2 separate regions of the Drosophila melanogaster genome follow, and region 2 is linked to region 1. The links are chromatin contacts, called in public Hi-C maps. All regions are on one chromosome and are shown on one strand. Each heading gives the region's core, a stretch centred on a gene start, on an enhancer-like site or on the middle of the called end of the contact. The rest is flanking DNA. Distances are from core to core; before and after follow the strand shown. Region 1 holds the start of Tsp2A (Tetraspanin 2A). Region 2 holds the start of CG32809.

Region 1 (7,320 bases), core at 1,942-4,441:
AATTGGCCAAAACTCTGCTTCCTCGCCTCGCACGACAATCAGTACGTGGGCGCCATCGTGTGCAAGCTGGATATGCACATGAACGTGCGGCGCGGCTACATCGCCATGCTGGCCGTGCGCAAGGAGTATCGCAAGCTCAAAATCGGCACCACGCTGGTCACCAAGGCCATAGAGGTAGGATGTCTGGGGCATCTTTCCCTTGCAATAAGTTATAAATCGGGTTGCATGTAATCGATGCTCGATATGTGTGTTACGGAACAATTATGTGTTGTTAACTATGGATGAAATTGCCATCAAAGCTCACCAATGGCTCCTCGAGCCTCGAGGTATACTTTCGGGCACATTGGCGAGGGATACATACCAACTACCTCTCTTTCTGTGAAAACTTATATCACACTGCAATTTTCCCATTTGCAGGCAATGCTGGCCGACAATGCCGACGAGGTGGTGCTTGAGACGGAGATGCGTAACCAGCCGGCTTTGCGGCTCTACGAGAACTTGGGCTTCGTGCGAGATAAGCGGCTGTTCCGCTACTATCTTAACGGGGTGGACGCGCTGCGGCTGAAGCTCTGGTTTAGATGAGTGGACCCGGCGGCTGCCGTTGAAATTGTTGTCTAAGTAGCCGCCGAAGATGTCGAGATCTGCGCTCTGCGGAGGACCAGGGCGCTCCCCTCGTCCTGGGTCCTGGCCAGCTGGCAGCTTGTATCGGCGCCCTCTTTTTTGTACCTATTTAACTAGGAAGCATCGTAGCATCAGTTTATTTTCTCCCCAACTCACACCGTCCCTTGTCTCTCTTTCATTTGTAAATTATTTTATTATGTAGCAGCAGCAGTACGAGCAACATCTGCTACATATGCAGGAGCAGCACGAGCAGCACACAACGGACCCGAAATTTGGTTAATTTTACAGGAGGCAATTTTGTATGCAATACGTGATTTACATGCATAAAATTAAGCATTAAAGTCGTAAGCAAGCAATTAGTTATGTACATTAAACAATCTACAAAAACCAATCTAGGGAATAGACAACAACATGAAGCAGCAGCGCAGCACACGCTCATCGACGCCCATTTACAAAGCTATAAACATAGTATCAAATTTTGTAAAAAGATCAATCAAAGCGATGATCGCGCAAGTCGAACGATAAACTCGATCATGTATATCAAAATAAACGCAATTGGAACCAAGAGCTGAGAACAGACACACAAAAATGCAGCCTCATATGCATACTTGTATACAAACCTTCAATGGGTGGATGGCGGTGGTCCTCGCGGCTAAGAAAACTCGCCATCTGGTCTTAAGTAACCTCTCTGTGCTCTCCAGAAACACGTAACACGTAGCGATAAGGATAAAGATGTGGTGGATCCCGAGTAACATTGAAAGAACGCAATAAAATCTTCAACAAATGCGAAAATCCTGCCTTCTGTTCTTTAGTTTAGCACAACTTGGGGAATAGCGAGCTTGTTTGGAAGTTTGTGTGGTGTTTTCCAATTGAGAAACTATATGCCAGTACGGTATTTTCGTTTTATTATCATAAAAAACAGAATTATAACTACTCGAACTAGGAAAGTATGTCTTACGGATAACTACTCATCCACAAAGTCAAATAATGACTGCTTCCTTCGGCTCTTTTTGACGTGCCCCACCGATCTTTCCCTGCCCTGCCACACTTGGTCGCATTCGTCAACAACAATCGGTTTCAATACTCAAAGTCGGATCGATCATGGACTTATCCTAACTAGCAGGAGGTTTTAAAGTATGAACAACATTCAATTCAGCCAACGGCGGCTGCCCTAACCTTAAGCTGGACTCACCATGAATGTGAAGTTGTGGCTTATCCTAAGTATGTATGTACATGGGCGGTGTCAGTCTCGGAAACATCACCTGCTTCGCCGTCGATTATTGGGACTGCTCGTCGGAACTGAGCTGCCTGATCCGCGCAGCTGCTTTAGTTCGGAGCGCGTAGCAGCCTTGATGCTCTGCACCTGCTGCCGCACAGAGGCACTCTTGTAGGTTATGGCTGGTGTGGGAGGAGTTGAGCTGGACGTTGCTCCCGCCTCCTTCTGTTCGAAGAGATCGCTCACTTCGACCATGCGCGGCTTGAAGAACATGTTCGGCCGGATGACGGCCTTTTCGGGATGCTTAAACAGGTTCAACAGGCCGCAGGAGAGCTCCTGGCCGTCGCCCTCCGGAACGGAGGCATTCTCCACCTCCGACTCCAGAACCCAAGCCGCGTTCCGCACCTCGATGCGCAGTCGTTCACACTCCTCCAGGCTAACATTTTTGCTCACATTTAGCAACTGCTCCAGTGGGTTTACGATGTACATGGCCGAGTGATCCGGCTTGGACAGCGGCTTTCCCTCGTTCAAAGATATCGCACGGTTGTGGAAGTCGAACTGCGAGTAGAACTCGAAGAACTGCAGCAACAACTCGCTCAGCGAGCTTTGGTTTCGACTCCTGAAGCCCAGACGATCCACATTCCGGGTGAAGGTGCAGTTGATCCCGTCCTCGGTGACCCGCGAGTCCCCTGGCTCCGCCGCCTTGGCCAGCGCTCCAATTGTGGGAAGGATGGGCTGGCGCAGCTGCTGCAGGAAGAACATGACCAGGCAGGTGAGCGAGAAGTTGCTGATCCAGCGACCAGGCGAGGGATTCGTGAGGCCGCAGGTCTGCGCCCAGCGCCGAATGGTAAAGGTCAACGGCCGTACGCGCGGATCCATTTCACCGAACATGTAAAGCAGTTCCGACATATAAAAGCCAGTGCTGGAAGAGGGATTGCGTTTAAAACCATCTTCTTAAAACATATTTAATGCCAACATGCAATACTGATCGCCCCAAAGGCGGGAAGGTAAAAACGGGCGTGGCCTCGTTTAATGAGACAACCAGCGGTGTGTAGCCCGCTGACCCCCACCAATGGCCGGATATGCGTGCAGCGGGTACTTATCAGGGGCGGATGAATGGGATGTGAATCATGGCCATCGGCACGCCAGGGAAGTCAGTGCCGCGGAGAGAACTGATTCACCTGCTCACCTGCGGGAGAGCAGCGTACCATTTACACATATACACGACATTTGGCAATCGCCACCTGCCGCTATCTTATCTTATCGAGCTGATGAAGCTTTCTTATCTAAGGCCGCTCTCCCTCCCCTGCCTGACTGTACGGCCCCACTAGCCTGGATGTTGTCACCGCCGCGTATCTCAGCCGAGCCGCAAGTCTGGTCAAAACGATTTCAACGAACGAGCCCAACGGACATCTGTTTCTAGTCCGCCACTGAGCTAGCTATTTTTTTCTTCCGACCCCACGAGAATCGACCCAAGCAAGGTGAATCCTAGTAAAAAGTGCCTACAAATTCCCATTTCTACGAAATGATAAATGGATGGTCCATTTTTTTTAAGTGCTATTGAAGAAGTGTTGAATTTCGGTATGGGTACCACACCCAAAAGACAGTTTCCCAATGGATAAACGTATCTACACAAAACGTCTTACAAAAGTTGATTTTAAGTGATGCTTGGAGGATGTTACTCAGGTGCACAGGGATACGCCCGCAGCTCCAGTACCTGGCCCATTTCAATACTCTTGAATAGTTTGGTGTTGCAATTGCTCGTATTAATCATCTAGTGCGTGGCTGATAACGCTATTTGCTAAACACAGCTCCGATAAGGCCAACGATGATACAGTGAACGGCGGGAAAGGGCGGGGAGAATCAACCATAAATGCCAAGCAACATCGTGATTAATAGGCGCGACCAGGGCGAGCTTTTGGTATGTGACTCAATGGAGCTCCTCGAAAATGAGCAAGGATCAATGCACCGTCTAAATAGTGCTTCTATCAAGTAGCGCCTCCTTTGTCCTGGGTTTTCAGATCACGCACTTGTCATCATCCACCTAATGATCCTTCTCTTGCCTTGCAGCTTCCGAAACGATGGGCATCGGCTATGGAGCCTCCGACGAGCAGCTGGAGAAGCAAATTGGCTGCGTGAAATACACGCTATTTTGCTTCAACATCGTGGCCTGGATGATATCCACAGCGCTGTTCGCCCTAACCGTCTGGTTGAGGGCTGAGCCCGGCTTCAACGACTGGCTGCGCATCCTGGAGGCACAGTCCTTCTACATCGGCGTGTACGTGCTCATCGGCATCAGCATTGTAATGATGGCCGTCAGCTTCCTCGGCTGCCTGAGCGCGCTCATGGAGAACACCCTGGCTCTGTTTGTGTTCGTGGGCACCCAGGTCTTTGGGTTCATCGCCATTGTGGCCGGGTCGGCGGTCCTATTGCAGTTCAGCACTATCAACTCGAGCCTGCAGCCGCTGCTGAATGTATCGCTGCGCGGCTTTGTGGCCACATCGGAGTATACGTACTCGAACTACGTGCTGACCATGATTCAGGAGAACATAGGTTGTTGCGGGGCCACCGGGCCATGGGATTATCTCGACCTGCGCCAGCCACTGCCAAGCTCCTGCCGCGACACCGTCAGCGGCAACGCCTTCTTCAACGGATGCGTGGACGAGCTGACCTGGTTCTTCGAGGGCAAAACCGGCTGGATTGTGGCTCTGGCCATGACGCTCGGCCTGCTCAACGTCATCTGCGCGGTGATGAGCTTTGTGCTTGTGCAGGCGGTCAAAAAGGAGGAGGAACAGGCCAGCAACTACCGCCGCTGAAGACCAGCCTCGTTAATTTAGTTAGTAGCGACAAGTGACCCTTCGATAGATCTAAGAATTCATACCCAGTTCGAACAATAAGTACAATAAAGATTGCGACCCTCACAAGGAAAGGTGTCTCAGCGGACGGGAATCACAGATTGCTTGCCAACAGACAGACGAATGGTGGTATAAGCAGGCACACAGCACTTAGCACATAGCACTTACAGGTTACTCATGGAGAGGTCCACCTCCAGGTCCAGATGCTCATGGTGGTACTTGATGATGGGCACCCTCGCCTGCAAAATACGTCTCACATGGCACACGCCGGGCAGGAACAGATGCAGCATATCTCCAAAACATTCCATGTGCCTTTGCGTCTGCGAGCGTCCGTTGCTCAGGTTCTCCTTGGTGTGGTACACGAGTCGCGAGGGCACCGCCGCCTCCAGTGGGATCTTAGCTCCCATATCGCTGTCAAAGCGCAGGATGAGGTCCAGGTCGCAGCCCATTCGCCCAAATCCGTTGACCGACGAGCCAAAGGGCTGTGCCTGGGCGGCGGGAAACATGCCGGCAATGGCCTGCTGCACCTGTAGGGCGGCTAGAAAGCGCATACGGATTCCCAGCTCATTCAGGCGCGTGTGCTCGTACAGCTGCTGCACCTGCTCTTCGATGTCCGCTGCACCACGTAAGAGCCCCAGTAGGTGGCGCTGATCCACCTGCCGGGTGCCGTCCAAGGATAGCAGTGCGGGCGCTGTATTGGCAACTAGCTTGGGGCTCCGTCTGCCTCCTCCCGCTGCCCGGAACCACAGAAAGGGAGATCGCACGGGCACGCCGCTCAGCTCGCCATTGGTAACGCCCGCTCCGATGGCAGCCGCCGCCTCGTCCGACGTGGCGTACTCCAGCAGGATGTAGTGCAGGGTCTCGTCCTGCCGCACGCAGTAGTGGTGGGCACCCATGATCGAGCCGAAGCTGCTGCAGTAGTTATACAACTCCTCATACGACTTTTCGGAGCTCACCTGGACCACAATGCTGCACTGGGCCTGTCGCTGATGACGGCCAATGAACTCCTCGTAGTTGGGCCTGCCTGTTGGCGAACATGGACAGTGGTAGTAATATTAAACAGAACAGATCTCGGCCAGAATCGGCTCACCTGCGTTCCGTCCGGGAGAAGCCGCCTCTGAAGCATTGTGCTTTATGCAATATGTACGCCAGAGGCTCAGCTGCTGGGCGCTGCGTCGCACTAAGCTGTTCATGGCGGGCTTGGGGTGTGGGCAGGTCAAGTCCTAGGCCCACTTGGTGTGGGTGATTTCGGATCTGGAATTTAACCGAATATTGTTGGGCTGTATTTTTGAGGTTAGGTCGAGTTGGTTATCGGTCGCGTTCGCTGGGTGTGCAGCCCTGGTCCCAAAACCGTGGCTTATTTTAGCATTCTTAAGAGTTAGATGATAACAAAACATATCATTTTGCCATCCTAAGCACATTATAGCTCCACTTTCATTTAGGCAATCACCATTAGTGCAGAGGTTTTTGCAATGCCAATCTTCCAAAAGAAGCTTATGCATCCCTGAAAATCTATCGATTACTCTAGGTGGCGCCAAACTCAAAAGTTTGTAATTTCATAAACTTTTTATTTCACGTCCCAGTTATTGTGTTATTATTGTTATTATTACATGCGGGTTTTGCCGTGGGATGAACGGGCTTCGTAAAACTAGGTTTAATTAGACTAAACACGTACAAAAGGGACACGATTGGGTATATTTTTTAAATATACGTTAGTTAGTCATCTTCCTAACACTCCTGGATCGGTTACATTAGTCAATCAACGTGAGGTGTATATATCGGATATATGCGAGTGATATATATACATATATTGGGTGTATATAGAGTGCGGTTATTGCTGATATCGTATGCCGAGTGAGTGTACGCGGGTACAGGTTTATATATATTATCAATTAGGACTGTTATTGTCCACCGACATGGTAATACAGGATTATAGCTTAGCTTAGGTGTTGTTTGTGTTATGTGGCTCATTCTTGTGTTCTGTAACAATTTCATTGTGCTCTGTGTGCTGTGTGTGTTGTCGTCTTAAATGCAAGGCGCCAAATCATCGAGTTTGATTTCTGGTTTTGGTTTCACTTATTATCTCAGTATCACATATGTCTCCTCGAAATGCGTTCTGTTTTGTGTGCGGAACACTGGAAACATATCCATTTAGCAACAACTTATTCGCTCTCAACTAAGGAGTAATCGTTGAAGAACTACGAGAGCAAGGAACACATCGAAAGAATGCGAAGCTTAAGAATTAATACATTAGAATTAATAATTAGAAAGTGCTCTGAGTTGTTGTGTGAGTGTCCTCTGAAGTTGGGTGTGTGCGTGTGGGCGAGGCGTGGACACGGGGATGGACACGGTGGTAAACGCTGGACTGGACAGCTGTGGTCAGAATGGAGCCTCCGCAACTGAAATGTGCTCTGATTTGGCTGACCTCCGAACGTTTTAACAACTAGTAAAAAGCTAAAAATCAATACACTATCAACATTTTCTTATCTAAGCACTACATCGTGGGAGAGTCCCAGTTAAAATGCGTCACAGACTCCAAATTTTGTTAAAGCAAAACGAACTAAGACCGAGTTTGGAATACTACCATCGTGACCTCAGCTGTCGCTATCCTAACTATACATCAAATAC
Region 2 (7,320 bases), core at 2,760-5,259, 350 kb after region 1:
TCCACAACTCGGTGAGTTTGACTCCATTTGACTCCAATTACGCATATTGCAAAATGCCTTGTTCGCGTTTTCACTTTCGGCGTGCGAATGTCAGCTGCTATAATCTCAAATCTCCGTCTCCACTTAATTCTTAATTGCTTCAGTTGGTGGGACATAAAATCCCAGCGAATGGCAAGCTGCGCTCCGGCGGCAGTTCGGTCACCGGCGAGGTGAGCCACGGCCTCCACTTCGAGATGACGCTCGTCCAGGTCTATCGGGTGGCGCTCAGTGCAGGCAAGGCGCATCGCGACCACAAGCACCACCATGTCCACCACTTTGATCACGAGGGCCAGGAGGTCTCCAGCACCACTCGTGCCCCACCCTCGGTAAGTTCGTAACCAGTGCCCACGGAGACAATATAACACGCCAGACCTCCATTCAGATTAATCGTCCTCAACCCATGCACACGCTGCTCGCCAGTGGCCAGATCCCGACCCGGGTGCGCATCAACTTGGCCAATCCGCCGCCGACTGCAAGTGGTGCTCCCGCTCCTGGCGCGGCCGGAGCTCCGACCGATTCCGCCCAGCAGGCCATCACCATCAACACAAATTTTGTGAACGGACAGATAAACGCGGGATCGCGACTGGTGGCCCAGCAACTCCTTGGCCTCTCGCCGCCGAGCGGATTGCAGCCTAGTGGCGGTGGCAAACGCTTCCAAATGCTAAGTAACTCAGCCAACGTGCAGTTCATCGACGAAACGGAGACCCACATCCAGTTCAAGAGGAACACCGACGCCACTAAGAAGGTTCAGAAGCGCGGCCTGGTGCTGCTGGACGATGGATCTGTGGTGGACGACGGTGTCGGTTCCGGAACGGATGGGAGCTTGATTTACAACGGTCTCGCCGACTTTGGCGGACAGCAATTTAAGCAGGATCTTACGCTCAAGATGAGCCTGGAGGAGGAGATCAGCACGCACGACCGAGAGCCCGCCGAGGAGGAGGTAAGGGCCGTGATGGCCATCTGTAGCAGCTGCCACACGGAGCCTTTCCAGGGTGCCATCGTGTTTTCGTGGAAGGATGTGCGCGAGCACATGAACAACGCCCTCAAGGGCCTCAGTGTGGGTCCATGTGGTAACTTCTAGTTGTTCCCAAAGTTCGGATAACATTCTAGTGTCCTAGGACCCCAGCTTAAGCTTTCCCAGCCCCACCCCATTATTTCCATATCTTTTTTTTTTCTATATATGTACGAATAAGTATTCGATTGGTTGGGCATCTTGTGCCACAATTGTCCATGTGGGAGTCAACGCTTTACTGTTGCCACCCATTTGGCCACCAAACAATCCTTGACTCGCTCATGGACACCAATCCATCCTGCTTCCCTAAGCCCTACATCCTCACCCTAGCAATTACGCGGTGATATTGAATAAAGGACTATTTAACTGATACCATCTAGCAGCACTTACCTTTGATTTGTGGATATGCTGGTGCTTGTAGTCCGAGTCGAACTCCGGCTCGCTGAAGTAGCTCTGATCCTGATCCCAATTGGCCTGCGCCTGCGGCAGGGGTTGGGGTATTCCAGGGCCGCCGGGCAGAATCTGGGGCGGGGCTGCCACCTCAGTGGACTCAAAGAGACGCAGCACGGAGCGATCCCTGATCTCGCGCAGATGCGAGCGCACGTCCTCCAGCTCGTAGAACATATCCTTGCTGGCATCGTGAATGTAAATCTTCACATTGGGCCCCTCCAGATATGACATGGTCAACTGGCGCGGAAACGAGCGTACGAACAGGGCGCGCACCGTATCAATCGAAGTGATCTCGTTGGGCAGCAGGGCGCGCTTCGTCTCCGAGCGGTACTGCAGAAAGACCAGGCCCAGCGGTCGTTCCAGAGTTTTCGAGGGCGTGCGTACCACGGGGAGCGAGGAGCGCTGCTTGCCGCCCCTCCGGAATCCGGTGCTGGCCGTTTCCACCTCCGACATGATGCCGGGATCGTCGTCGAACAGCGGTCCCTGGTTAACAGGCGCATAACCGCGCATCGGCTGGTTCTTTTTGTTCTTCTGCGCGCGCGTACTCATCTAAGAAGGGACAAGAATCAGAAACTGATGGTAGAAACGAGTTGAGATGGGAGATGGAGCTCACCTCCAGATCCATGGCCCGCTGTTGCTGGGGCGCCATCTGATGGGCGTGTGGATGCTGCGAGCCGTAGACCAGCATATCGCCGCCGAGCGTATGTCGTCGTGGATCGTCGCGTCGCATGGCTCGTCGTCTTTCGTCGCCACCTGGGGAAACACATAGACACTGAGGATGGGGCTACAGATCCGTGGACGTCTTTGGTCCTTAACATACCCTGTTCATTCGACGGAAGCCGTCCCGACTTTGCCTCATTCTGCCAGTCTTCTTCTGAAAGAGAGGGAGCTGGAGTTAGGCTCATTTCATTTCGCTTCCTTCCGATTTATGGATTCCGATTACTTACCGCCCTCTCTACCCTTGCGCTTCTTCTTCGACGAGGAGCTGCTGCTGCCGCCGACGCTCTGGTTGGAGGAGGCGCTCTTGTCCTTACTCTTCCAACGGATCAACATCCTGCAGCCGTTTGAGATGTGCGGAGCTCAGTGGCTATGTTGCAGCTGCAGAAAATGAGAGACAACGGGGCGTATGGGTAACGTGAAAATGTCCTTATTTTTTTGGTCTTTGTTTACGTTTGGTACCGGCAACAACACGCTAAACCGCACACACACAACATGCAACTTTGGTGTAGATAAACCATGTATCCTCGCACATTCTTTAACAGGGTGTGGTGGAATGGAGTGGAGCCTCGCAGTGGCAGTGCCAGTGCTCAATGCAAAAAGTATGCAACGGAGTGCGCAAACTCTGCTCTGCAACACGGAATGGAGCAAGAAAGCAGGACAGAGCGGAAGGCGTGACTGGAGCTGGATCTGGAACTGCATGCGGATCTGGATCGGGACCCCAGAAATGCGGCTGGCAGAACAGACAATAGTGTTGGCCGAATACAATTGTTCATCGCAGTTGCCATTAAGATGCCATTTGCTGAGAGAACACGAATCACTTTCGAATTTGTTTTGCATATGTAAACGTTTTTGGAGTTGGAAGTTGCTTTAAACAAGGCATGTCAAGTTATTTTGGCTGCATGTACATGTTTATCTCGAGCAAGAAATCCGAGGAAGGGGCACCAAAAGGAAACGGACGCAGAGATGGGTACACACGAAACATGGTATACTTTTCAGTGCAGCACTTCACGGGTTTTAGTATGCCTTTGCCTTTGCCAGTGCCAGTGCCTGGGAATATGTACACAGCCACCCACATTCACTGCCCATCGGCATTATTGCGGGCCACTAAAGGAATTTTTGATTAGTTTTAGGTGCGGTGCCCCGGCCCGTTTTTTCCCAGCCGCCATTAATTGTGTCAGTTGCGTCCAGTTTCCAGGGCACGAGTGCACATTAAACACGGTGGAGGGGAGCTCGTGTCTGTTGACTTTTCCACACACGTCAGCGGTCAGTTGGCTGGATTCCTTTGGGTTTTCATGGGGGATCTCGTCCTAGCTGTACCTTGTATACCTATGCACCTTTGGGGGTGTGTGGGCGGTTCACCGGCGATGTTTCTGGCATTTTCTCAAACCGCACTTGCCTTGCCGATTCAGGAAGGTTTCACAATTAACGGGTCTAGGTGCTCATAGCTCGAGGAGCTCACCGATTTAGCCGTGTCCTTAGGATAAAGATTCGATTCAATTCGCTTCGCTTTGCACTCGTCACTACACAGCTTTCTGGAGTCAGGACACGGCACTCGTCCACCGACGCAGCATAACGCCAGAAGAGCAGAAATATTTCTGGTATATCTACACCGGAAAGCGTTTCCGCCCTAGCCGAACGAGGACTGCGTGCTTGCACGGCGCATGCGTTACCAATCGAGTGTTCCCGGACCAGCGAAGTTCCCTGGCATCCAGCCGTCAGAGGTCCTGGCATCCCTGCATTCCGACGCTGCTCTGTTGTGTGTGTTTACCTGGTGCCGGGGCAATCGAGTAATTTTCTTGGCGGTTGAGCGCATGTGGCTATCGAATGGCTCCAATCGATTACTGGGCGGAAGGCCTTTAAAAACAGGTGACGAAACACATGCTTGTCCTGCGCCGGCTTGTTTATCCGGGAGTAGCCAGGATTCCAGCGGATGTCTGGGCCCGCAGCCACGCCCTGGTGGAGTTTCCCGGCCAGTGGCCTCGCTGTGAGCAGCACCAGTTTGAATCGGACATGCGGGTCATCAGGGACTTCATCACTGCGAAGGAGGAGCAACTACTGATGCGGGAAATCGAGCCTCACATCAGCCGCTTGCCGTACGAGTTGAGCCACTGTGATGACGTGGGTGGGTATATATAGAGACTATATAGTATCGGATTTCTGGCTAAACTTCTTAAACTTCGCAGGCAGATACCGCGAAGTTGAACGCCGAAAGTGGACTCCCCAAAACCAGGCCACGCTGGATCACGTCTCGTGAGTTTCCTTCGGTGAGCAGGTCATGCCCTTCGTGCACATCCTGGACTTGGCTGACTCTGGCGCGATCAAGCCGCACGTGGACAACACTCGAGTGAGTTTGGCCACAGAAGATGCAACTCGATTTCATTTTCATTTACGATTGTATTCGACAGTTTTGCGGCAACACCACTGCGGGCATTAGCATGCTCAGCGACTGAAGCGCGTGACCAAGGATCCCATGACTTTGTCAGCCACTCTGAGGATCTGCTCCTGCCGCAACTCTCGCTCTATATTAAGAGTGCCCTAGCGCGATACGAGTTCACCCACGAAATCCTGGCCAGAGATCAGTCGTGGTTCAAGGAGCGCTTGGTCGAAACGAACCTTGATGGCATACGCATAGTTTCCTTTTCTCACAGCTGGTGTACATGTATATATATATATATATACAATGAAAATTTATTCCGGTTTGGTGATCAGCTAATGTAATACAGACGGCGGACTGCGACGGATTACACGACGTGATTCAGCCATGTAATATATGATACACTAAATCAAATGTACATATACATAGTATATCTTAAGCTAGCTACTTGTACTTTATAAATATTGGGCTCACCTTTCTCACTCGCTTCAAATTTTCTACTCCCTCTTATAATCTTTTGAAATTTGTGTTTTTTGCTCAACAATGTATATGGGTTGATGCTTTTCTACTTTCATTTGTACGTTGTCGTCTCGTTTCATTTAAAGCTTAAAATATGAGAATGACAGAGACAGGGAGATTAATGGGCAACTGAGTGAGATGGAGAGAAGGTGCTTGGGAAAGGGGAAGGATACAAAAATCGACCGGACAAGGACTAGTCCTGGATTCAAGGATAACTGGGAAATAGTGATGTGTTGTCGCTAAACCTACGTTCATATTTGCACTTCTAGCCACTGCTAGTTAAAGTCTATGCCGTGCTTCCGGCTCGGGGAATGATATTATGGCGATGGGGACTCGGTTCTGGCGGGTCATCGGTCATCAGTCATCCAGCTCATCCCAGTTTTCGGCGCCGCGGCAGCTGCAGCGGCAAGGCAACAACGGAAGCAGACGAGGTCGGATTTGCTGCCATCACCGGAAGGGCAAGAGCCACTGGAGCTGCGAGTCCGCCGCCGACGTACTGCAGATGCTGCACCACCGAGAGCTGTGGCTGCTGCTGCTTGAGCAGCTTGGCGGCAGCGTGTGCCTCCGCCGCAGCCACCACGACGGGGTGCACCGGTTCGGTGCCGACTCCTCCGTTGACATGTGGACCGGTGCTTTCGCAATCGTCTTCGTCTGAGATCAGTGATATGCTGAGGTCGCTGGACAGTTTTAGGGAGATGGGCGTGGGCGGCGAGGGAGCCACCAAGGGCGCCACTTTGGCGCGCAATGCCGGTGACAGTTTCTGCAGCTGCTCCGGCATCAGGTCGTTCGTGTATTCCGGCACTCCACTAAAAGCCAGGCCTTCGCGTAGTTTGCTCAGCGAGAGTTCGTAAATACGGTTTGCGATGACCGTGTGAACGGTCGTCTCGTCCGGCAGCGTGGCTGTGATGCCTCCGCCCACGTCCACCTCCAGAAAACAGCCCGTTTCATTGCCGCCCTCTCCGCCTTCGGCGGTGGCGAATCCATTGCTGGCCGCCGTCGACGCTCGACACGGCTTGGGGTGACCTGACACCCGCGTCAGGCAGTTGGCAGTGGTGGAGGTGCGCGGCACCAACGAAACAGTTACCTCTTCGATGGTCTCCGACTGTGTGAGCGGTGCGAGCGGTGGCGGTGAGCGCATGGAGAGCTGGGAGCGCACTCTTGCCGTGCTGCTGGGTTCCTGCTCGTTGTGCTCGTCATCGCTGGTTATCAGGATGCTGTCGGTCACTGGGTATGAGTGGGTGGCAGCTCTGCGCGGCGCCTGCCTTCTGCCCGTTCTATGTGCTCGGTGCCCTGGGGCAGGAATCAGGAGGCGATTGTGGCCAGCTGCAGCGGGCTGTCCGGCCGATGGGGTCTCATCGTCATCCGACAGCAGGTCGATGGTCACGTCCGGCTGCAAAGTGGAGGCGACATGGCGCCGCTGCAGATGGGACAGCTGCCGGTCAGTCTTGGAGGCGAGAGCCACTTGGTCGCGCATCCGGGCCATGCAGATCCGCTGGTGCTCAAGCAGGCGTTCCATCCACCGACAGCGGCGCCGCTTGAGACGACGGTTGTCGAACAGCCGGGGCGATATGTAGAATGGTTCGGAATGTTTCTGGTTCATGTCTATAGGCGGCAGGAGAAGAGTTAGTCTGTGACGCCTGGTCGGCCACTGGTGGGCACCTATTTACCGAGTGTGTGGACTCGTCTTCTAGCGGTGGCGGTGCCTGCCACGGGTTGTCAAGGGTCATGGGCTCGGGCCCGTGGGGCTCCTCCTCCTCCTCCTCTTGCTGTTCCACTGGCGGCGAGTACAGTTAGATCCACTGCTGCAACTTGCATAATTGCGTGGCGGCGCAGGGGGATTTCCTTGAGAGGAGCGGAGGCGCGGGACTAGGCGCTGCGCCTCCCGCCGCTGGACATGCCGAGATGCGAGCGGGGCCGAGATGGTTGTTTTTTCGCGCGGCAGCTGCTTAATTTGTGCTTTTGTTGTACTTTAGAGTTCTGTTTATAAAACTGCATCGATAAGCGACCACACATCGATAACGCTTCTCTCGATAGTCCACGCTGCGTGCAACCGTGCACGTCGACTGGCCAAACAGTATCTGTCGGTAGTTATCGATAATGCATTCGCCACTTGGGCGCGCTATTTAAAATCAGCTAGAGAAAATAATGAAGCTTCGAAGCAAAGGACAGAAGGATACAAGTGCTTTGGATCACCAGCAAATCCAGC

What was found. Hi-C and Micro-C count contacts between places; a contact is called where the count stands out from the background.
Region 2: a contact with region 1 is called in a Hi-C map of the Kc167 cell line, with 2.0 times the contacts expected there. The contact joins the promoter of CG32809 here to the promoter of Tsp2A in region 1. A contact is called at or near these places in 21 of 107 Hi-C or Micro-C datasets (the Clone 8 cell line, the D17-c3 cell line, the Kc167 cell line and 7 more).

What each region holds. Positions count from the first base shown.
Region 1 is chrX:1,343,362-1,350,681 of dm6, forward strand. Tsp2A (Tetraspanin 2A) reads left to right here and starts at 3,192. Exons shown (of 2, transcript NM_080298.4): 1 at 3,192-3,318; 2 at 3,908-4,782. The coding sequence starts at 3,919. The coding sequence ends at 4,653. It overlaps MTPAP (mitochondrial poly(A) polymerase), which reads right to left and starts at 5,996. Exons shown (of 3, transcript NM_130548.3): 1 at 5,783-5,996; 2 at 4,861-5,716; 3 at 1,511-2,759. The coding sequence starts at 5,885. The coding sequence ends at 1,880. It overlaps Naa30A (N(alpha)-acetyltransferase 30 A), which reads left to right. Exons shown (of 3, transcript NM_166878.3): 2 at 1-174; 3 at 418-1,409. The coding sequence ends at 582. CG12773 reads right to left here. Exons shown (of 7, transcript NM_001297844.1): 7 at 6,262-7,320.
Region 2 is chrX:1,688,759-1,696,078 of dm6, forward strand. CG32809 reads right to left here and starts at 4,010. Exons shown (of 15, transcript NM_001272211.3): 1 at 3,681-4,010; 2 at 2,449-2,599; 3 at 2,322-2,372; 4 at 2,115-2,254; 5 at 1,442-2,050. The coding sequence starts at 2,554. a6 (a6,) reads right to left here and starts at 7,131. Exons shown (of 2, transcript NM_057961.5): 1 at 6,782-7,131; 2 at 4,857-6,716. The coding sequence starts at 6,714. The coding sequence ends at 5,485. It overlaps b6, which reads left to right. Exons shown (of 5, transcript NM_058017.5): 3 at 1-11; 4 at 144-365; 5 at 422-1,429. The coding sequence ends at 1,120. It also overlaps the pseudogene CR14798.